Linked DNA regions of Arachis hypogaea: region 2 is linked to region 1. Evidence: chromatin contacts called from public Hi-C data. All regions are on one chromosome and are shown on one strand. The core of a region is the stretch at or near the end of the contact, and the rest is flanking DNA. Distances in the headings are between cores, read along the strand shown.

Region 1 (4,412 bases), core at 34-2,533:
ATATGCAAATATACAGTAAATATATAATAATTGATTTAATAATTTGAAATAACGTCAGGAGTTAGGGGCGTATTAGCAGGGGGTAGCAGCTGCCCATGATTTTCACATTTCTCATGAAAAAAATTAAAGAAACACTTGAGTTCTTAATATATTAATATTTGAAAAATTTTTTATTTCACATTATAATCCCTAAGAGGTTCTTATTAATTATCTTATTTTGTCTATTAAGTTATTTTATGAAAAATAAAATTTTCATTAATTCTTTTTTCTCATTTCATGAAGTTAGAAGGATTCCCCTCCTCCCCCCTCCCTCTTTTTCTTGTGAAATAAAAAAAAAAATTCTCTTTCAAATAGTTAAAAGAGCAAATAATCTATTTCGTACATATTACGTGTATATGTAACACTTAATGCGAACCTAAAAGCTGCTTTCATCACCTAATTAAATTTGTCGTTCTCACATTACAGCTAAGCACGCATGCATAGCATTGGTTAAACTTTGTTTTGGTCAAATCACTTTGGTAAATATTAGTTAAATCTATATTTTAGTTAGATTTATTATTTTTATTTAGATAAATAAATTTTTAAAAATATGACGAAAGAAGATTTATATGGTTTATTTTTGTAAAGTCCAAAATTTTTAACGTAATAATTTTTTTTTTGAAAAAAATATTCGATTTCAAAAGATGTATTTAGATATATACTAAAAAAATAAAATAGAAAACATATTCATGCTCATTAAAATATTTATTTTAATTATATACTCTTGTTGTCTATATTTATACAAAGTCCTCCGCGCATGCAGCAGTTGTATATATGCATTATTTTTTTTTCAGCTCAAATAAAAAAGTTTCTTATTGTTATTTTTGTTAAACGTTCTTAGAGTTGTGAATATAAAAAATATTTACTATATTAATTATGTTAGGAATTATTTTTCATCTTTGACAAAAAAAAAAGAAAAAGAAGGAAATTCATTAAAAGGACTCGTGTCGCATAGTTAAAACTATATAAAGAGAAAACAATAAGTTATGACGATGACGATGAAACACATATATTATAATATTATAGTGTGTCCTCATCATCACTTGCGTGAGGAATTTTGAATATGCAAATAACTACCGTAGCTCACTTTGATTTTACATGTTTTTTTTAAGTTTTTTCTTTTCAATTTATTTTATCGGAAAATAACATTTTTGGCTAACATATAATTAGAAAAAGATGAGTCATTAGATAAAATCTCACACTAATCTTACACCATCAAATCATTATTAATAATTAATTGATAATTAACAATCACAAAAATTAATGCCCCTAATATTACTCAACAAAATAAATGGAAGTATACATTCATATCTTCTCAGAGTTGGACATTTTATAGAGTACAACTGTACAAGAGCATTGCTCTAGAAGTAATAAATTAATTTATAATATAATTTATCATGACGATAGACTCTACTATAAGGGAGTATATGTTCAACACCGATAATTAAAAAGTGTGTATCCTCTTCGGTTAAAAAAAAATAAATATTATCAATTATGATTTTTTTATTTTTTATTATTTTTTTTATATTTAATTTTGATCTTATTTATAAAATTAATAATAAAAAATCATATTATATTTTTTTAAATATTAAAAAAATTAAAGAGGATCATTCTTTTACTATAGCGTGGCCCCGATTATTATTTTTATAATATATTTTATTTTATATTTTAAATATTAATAATTAATTAAAGACATAAAAATTTAGCATTCCCCTCTTTTTAATTGCATCTTGATGTGAAGATATATGGTGAGAGTGTTCCTGTATATTTAACGTAGTGGAAGAAAACATAAGAGAGTGTTATTTGCGAGAAAGAAAGAAAAGAGAAGCACAAAAATGGGGTCTGAAGCTGCCATACACGTCTTGCTGATTTCGTTTCCAGCACAGGGACACATAAACCCTCTCCTGAGGCTAGGAAAGTGCCTCGCCGCCAGGGGCTTATTCGTCACTTTCTCCACCACCGAGGACGCCGGCAGGGACATCAGAAACGCCAACAACATCGCCGAGAAGTTCGTTGCTCCGGTCGGCGATGGTTTCCTCAAATTCGAGTTCTTCGACGATCGCTTACAGGACGACGATCCCATCAGGAAGAATCTGGGGGATCACACGAAGCATCTGGAAGTTGTCGGAAAGAGATTCGTTTCTCAAATGATCAAGAAGCACGCAGAGTCAAACCAACCAATCTCTTGCATCATAAACAACCCTTTCTTCCCGTGGGTTTGCGACGTTGCTGAAGAACACGGTGTTCCTTCTGCTCTCTTATGGATTCAGTCAACGGCAGTCTTCACCGCTTACTATCACTACCACCACAAACTGGTTAGCTTCCCTTCACACGATCAACCTTACATCGATGTTAATTTACCTTCCGTTACTCTCAAACACAACGAGATCCCAGATTTCTTGCACCCTTTCAGTCCCTTCCCGATTCTGGGAACAGTCATATTAGAACAGTTCAAGAACTTGTCCAAACCCTTCTGCATCTTGGTGGACACATACGAGGAGTTAGAGAAGGATTTCATCAGCTTCTTCTCGAAATCAATGAGCATAAGGCCCGTGGGCCCGTTGTTCAAGAACCCGAAAGCAAGAATGGGAGGAAGTAACATTCGTGGAGACATGATAACAAAGTCAGAGAACTGCGTTGAATGGCTGAACTCGAGAGAACCGCGTTCGGTGGTTTACATAAGCTTCGGGAGCTTGGTGTACCACCCGCAGGAGCAAATAGACGAAATTGCCCATGGGCTTTTGGAGTCTGAGGTGTCGTTTTTGTGGGTTTTGAAGCTGCCACCTAAGGACTGGAACGTGAAGCCACATGTTCTTCCAGAAGGGTTCGTTGAGAAAACTGCTGAAAGGGGAAAAGTGGTTCAATGGAGTCCACAAGAGGAGGTTCTGTCTCATCCTTCTGTGGCGTGTTTTGTCACTCACTGTGGTTGGAACTCTACAATGGAATCACTGGCTTCTGGTGTTCCAATGTTGACTTTTCCTGCCTGGGGTGACCAGAACACCAATGCCAAGTTCATCGTCGATGTTTTTGGCGCTGGGATCAGGTTGGGTTATAGCCAAGCAGAGAATAAGATCGTTAACAGATATGAGGTTAAGAAGTGTTTGTTAGAAGCCATGGTTGGGGAAAAAGCAGAGCAGTTGAAGCAGAACGCGTTGAAGTGGAAGAAGGCGGCTGACGATGCTATCTCTGACGGTGGTTCTTCTGATCGGAATCTTGATGCCTTTGTTGAAGATATCAAGAACCGTGGTGCTGCTGCTCTTAATGTCATTAGCAGCATCAACAATAATAATAATAATAATAAGATTCCATATTAAGGGAATCATGACTAATGTTGTTCCTTTTTTAAAAAGATTTATTTGTATTTGTAACATTTTGTTCTCATCACCAGATTGTTATTAAGTGTTTCTAATGCATTATTATTGTTGGAATTAACGTATTCAAGATTAATTATGAAGATTTATTTTCTCCATTTCTAAAGCCTCCAAAAAGAACTGTTCCTACTAGTTCTCCCACTTCCAAAAATTGTTTCCTTTTTGGGTATTTGAATTATTGTTGTACGTGTTCATTTGTTTTATCGTCTGGTACATAAATTGAAATTCTAGTTGGCGTGTGATACATTATTAATGAATCCACATGCAAGAAAAGAAGAAAGTAGGGGAAGACTTTGGTAAGAATATTAGTCTTCTAACCAGAAGAATTTACTTTATTTTTGTTACAAGAGCAGAGTTAGGTGAGGTAAACAAAGAAATCAAAGAAGAAAAGAGTTAGGTGAGTGAGTGAATGAGTGATCCCGTTTAATATCAGTTTATCACCGAAATATATAATCATTTATAAGGTTAGCACTTAATTAGCACCATCGTACAATGCACATGGGAGGGGCTCAGATCACGTGCGTTTTTTTTTATGCCTAGGCTTACTCAATACCTTTATAGGAGACAACCATGGCCGTAGTATAGGGTAAGTAAAGAGAGAGAATGTTAACGTTTGTTCATGAGAAAATTTTGGGAGTTGTAAGTTTTTAAGATTTAGTAGGTATAAATATTAAATTATTTTTAATAGATCTTATATATATAACTTTTAATAAATGAGTATAAATTTATTAATTTATGTATACTAACTTTAATAAATATAAATATAAATATAAATATAAATTATATGAATAAATTGTTATAAGTGTGAATGTAAATTATTATTAATTAAATATTGGCTCAAAATGTTAATAATCATTGGAAATATAGGATTGTTGTTTATTTATATATAATGGTGTATTATTTATTATTGGTGAGGCACTTACTGAGGCACTGGTGAAACGGTCCTAGAGACGGAAATGAGAAACACATTGATTCAATTTCAAATGAGAAACGAGAAATCAG
Region 2 (4,746 bases), core at 364-2,863, 46 kb before region 1:
GGTGTATATAATTTCATTTTGGTTGCTTTAACTTCTAGATTTCCACTACTACGTTGAACTTGGATTATATTATACGTTTAATTTCCACTTTATATTGTCGTCCCTAAAATACACGTTTCTTTTCTTTTCGTTTTAATTACTTTGATTTGCAATTGAAACGACACTAAACGCAAAATGATATTATCCAAACTAATCTTCTCTTTTTTATTATTTATTTTAAGTTCTACATTCTTTCATACATGAAATCTCTCATATCTTATAGCCTCCATGCATTATATGTAACAAATAACTGAAACGACGTGTAAATGCATAAAATACCATATATAATTATTAATCTTATTAAGATGTAAACATACATATATTCACATAAAAATATTTTAAAAATTCATTAAAATAATTATTATTTTTATAACATTTTTAAATGCCTTGATTATATTGTAACTAGAACTCTTAATAACTAGATAAGATAAACGTTCTTGCATTGATATAATGGATCTTACACTTGGCTTATTGAGATGGAATATGTGAAATTCATTTGACTATTTAGAGAACCATAGTCCCCGAAAACTCGAATACATTATACATTGCGTGGGTAATTAGGTATAGTAACTTCTCCAATTTCCACTCCTTAACCTAATTTTTCCTGTGTTGAGATCTTAATGACTAAGATGGATCATGAATATCCCATACCCAATCTGCTTTAAATCACTATAAATAGAATTACATTTATCATATTCTCTTATAAGCAACTCAAGCATACATCAACTAGAAAGATAGAAAAAGCACTAGTTTTAATTTCTAGAATTTAACCACACACTCCCTTGCATTGTCATCATGGCTGGCAACAAATACCAATCTTTTGTCTTTTCTTTTATTCTAATTATTATGATTTGTTTCAATCTTAGCATTCCGCATGTGATGGCTCGTCCACTAGTTAATAATAATTTAGGGTTGCATGATTCTGGTGAAATGCTAGTGGGGAATGACTTCCCAGATTCATCATCGTCAAGCTCAAACAATGATGCTAATAATGAGGATCACAAATATGACAATGTTTTTCGAACTTTAGAGCAAGTTATGGAGTCTGGTCCTAGCGGCGGAGGAAAGGGACATTAATAATAAGCTCTCATATAATTAGCTACCTATAAGTATTATAATAATAATAATAATAAAACCTAGCTCTCTCTCTCTCTCTCTCTCTCTCTATATATATATATATATATATATATAATACATGCATGCATGATGCATCTCTAGAATTTTATATATAAAGGTTGGTTTCTCCTTCTTTTGTGTTGTTTTATTAAACTGTTGCTTAATTATAGTAAGTATATATATCGGTGTATGTAATCACTAATTAATAGTGTGATGCTTGTAATTGTTAAGTGTATGTCAAGCTATTTACACGTGTATAAACTATACATACAGCACGAGCTTATTTACATTTTTTTGGGTCTTGGCTCATTATTTACATTTCTTAATCATGAAAGGTGATCTTTTCATGATTTTGATTTGTGAATAAAGAAAATCGAATCTAATGTGGTCCATCTTAATACTCTAGCATGTGTTTCGTTTCATTCATTTATTCTGTTTTGGTCATGGATTTTTCCCGTTTCGTTCTATCTAACCTATTTATTGACATGGACCCATCGTAAACCTGGACCAATATAAATGGGCCTACATGTGAGGTTACAAAAATAAATAGATTGTCCTGAGCTAAAACCTTAAAACCAGTGGACCAACTAATTTAATATGTCAATACAAATTTTGAAGATAGGACATTTTTTTAATGGGAAGATTTGAACCATAAACAAATGGTGGGATAATTATATTTATGTATAAGTATATTTGAATAAAATTAGATTTTTTTAATAATTATCAACACTAATGGAATAATGGTTCTGTGAAAATAATTTTTGTTTCTTAAATATGTTATAGTAATACATGCAAAATTGGTAAATATAACATCGGTGGGGTTTTTTGCGCAATGTAGGTCACACTCACATCAACATTTGGCTTCGGCATACCCATATGCCACATTAATTGCTTTTATTTGTGGTAGCTGTTAGCTGTTCAAATTAAATAAATTATTTATATTTTGTAGTCGTCTTTCTTCCTGTCTGAATTCATGAACATGTTATAAAGGAAATTAATGGTGACTAATAAGCTTTTGAATCATCCAACTATGGCATAAAATAAGAGAAAGTGTAGGGGAATTGGCAAAGGCATAATCTTGCTGAGTCAGGTGGACGACATTAAACCACATCGACGCACCTCCTCTCCATTCTTGCTTTGCAATAACCACCATAGCCACGCTTCATTTGTCAACACCATATCTTAAATATATTAAATTATTCCACAATTTTTTATTATTAGTATTTTCATATAAAAACATTTGGATTAAAATAAAGAAAAAAAGTAGGATTTATTAACCAAATCGAATTGTTATATCTTTATTATAAAAATGAAAAAAAAATCTAAAGAATTAATTATAACATTAAGTTAACTCAGGTCAATTTTTTTATTTTTTATTTTTAAATTTAAAAAATACTTTTTTTATAATATATTTTTTATTTTCAACTAATTAGTTCTAGTTAGTTACACTTCTAATTGGCTCTTCATAATTCAAATTCGAAAAAAAATATTAATATAAATCGAATTTGATTATATTTTTAGTAATTTATTTTTATTATATAAATAAATATATTCTAGTTGATATTTGTCAATATTTTTTATTTTTTAAAAAAATTATTAAATTATTAATTCAATTTTTTCTATTTCTCTTTATTGAAATACTCTAATTTAACTATTCTATATCTGTTTATTTATATACTCTATATTTCTAGATTTTAATATATATCTAATAGATAAGATATATCTAATCGGAAAATTTTATGGTAGCATTAGTTTTGGTGATTAAGAGTGGCATAAGTTTGACTAACAAGTAAAATATTGACATATGACAAAAAAATTAAATCTAAAATTAAAATGATTCTTTTTTTTATAATTTGTTATGATTATTTTTATCAAAATATTTTTTTATAATTATTTTTTTTAAATTTCGAAAAACTAATATCAAAATGATATTCTCCCTCTTGGTGTTAGTTTAAAAATAATCATAAAAAACTATAAGAGAGAATATTATTTTGGTTTTAGTTTTCCAAAATTACAAAAAAAATAATTATAAAAAAATTTATTTTGATATAAAATAATAATAAAAATAATTAAAAAATAAATTTGGCATTATTTTTAGAAATCATTAAAAATAATAATAATAAAAATAATTAAAAAATAAAAATAATTATAAAAAGTTATTTTAGTAAAAATAATTATAAGAAATTATTTTTTAAAAATAAAAATAATAATAAAATAATAATTATAAATATAATTAAAAAGTTATTTTAATAAAAATAATTATAAAAAATTATAAGAAAGAGATAATCATCTTAGTTTTAGCTTTAATTTTTTTGTCATGTGTCAATATTTTATTGGTAGGTCAAATTTTTTTTTTTGGTGACTAAATAGAAAAGAAAGAAAAAAGAGACAAAACCAAATTAATTGGCTAGGGTCATATCTAAATCTATTAGATGTTGAAGCTCACACCATGGTTGGCTCCAATTCGAGTGAATGTCCGCGACAGAAGCAGCTGCTTTAGCCATACAATCTGCAACACTATTTGCAGTCCTCTGAATTAAAAGAATAGAGACTCTCCAATTCCAATTCATAACCTCCTGAATATGCTTTGCCAAATCCCATTCCGGAATATCCTTACTAAGCATTCTTTGGTTTACCAAGAAAAGAGCTTCTAAACAGTCTGTTTCACAAATAACCTCACGAAATCCACTCTCCCAAGCAAGAAGTAAACCTCTCCAAATTGCATACAATTCAGCAAAAAGAACACTGCACACTTCGACTTTTCCAGTGCAACCTTTCAACCAACATCCATCAGGATTGCGAATAATACAACCAAAACCAGCATAGCCAGAAGGAGCAAACCAACTAGCATCACAATTCAATTTAACAGAATGAACTGGAGGTGGAACCCAATGCAAACAAAGTGAAAGAGGAGACAGAGATTGATGCATAGCAAAAATAGTGTGAAACTCCCTTACTGAACTACGAATCAAACTCACCACTTTACTAGCACTCCATGAATCATCTATATTAAATAAGTCATGATTTCTGCTTCTCCAAATCCACCAGATAGTCGAAAAGAAAAGAAAAGCATCTCCACTCCTTGCACCTCTGTAGAGCCAATCATGTAAATTCGAGTTATCTGAATACAAGCCTAAAAGGGTCCAGACCTCCTTGGCACTAGGGCACTCCCGAAGACAATGAAGAGTGGATTCAGAACCATTCTGACACCGATGACAGGTGCTAGATAAAGCTAAACCACGACCCAAACGAAACTCTGCTGTAGGAATAGCATTATGGAGACTGAGCCAAATCAAGAACTTATACTTCTCAGGAATATGCAGACGCCATACCCACAACCAATTATCATGCTCATTCCAGTCAAACTTTCTTTTGGCTAGCCAACTGTACCCACTCCTAGCTGAGTAGAGTCTAGAAGATGCCACACCCCACGACCAACCCGAACTCTCTCCAGCATTCAAATCCGGATTATAAGCATTCAAACGCTGTTTGACATCTTCTGGAATGATAGAGAAAATATCATGGAGATTCCATTGACCATCTTTCCAAACGTCTCTAATAGTTAAATCAGAGTCAGATATATGTACAAAA

Evidence for each region. Hi-C and Micro-C count contacts between places; a contact is called where the count stands out from the background.
Region 2: a contact with region 1 is called in a Hi-C map of leaf, with 5 times the contacts expected there. The contact joins the enhancer-like site here to the promoter of LOC112711955 in region 1. A contact is called at or near these places in 5 of 8 Hi-C or Micro-C datasets (leaf and an unstated tissue).

The regions. Positions count from the first base shown.
Region 1 is chr9:112,212,332-112,216,743 of arahy.Tifrunner.gnm2.J5K5, reverse strand. LOC112711955 (putative UDP-glucose glucosyltransferase) reads left to right here and starts at 1,283. Exons shown (of 1, transcript XM_025764713.3): 1 at 1,283-3,508. The coding sequence starts at 1,875. The coding sequence ends at 3,353.
Region 2 is chr9:112,258,323-112,263,068 of arahy.Tifrunner.gnm2.J5K5, reverse strand. No RefSeq gene overlaps it. Among protein-coding and RNA genes, the nearest start is that of LOC112711956, 5.5 kb to the right of the region's middle. Within about 2 kb of position 1,613, at least 3 of the 3 cell types and tissues checked have open chromatin away from gene starts, as enhancers often do.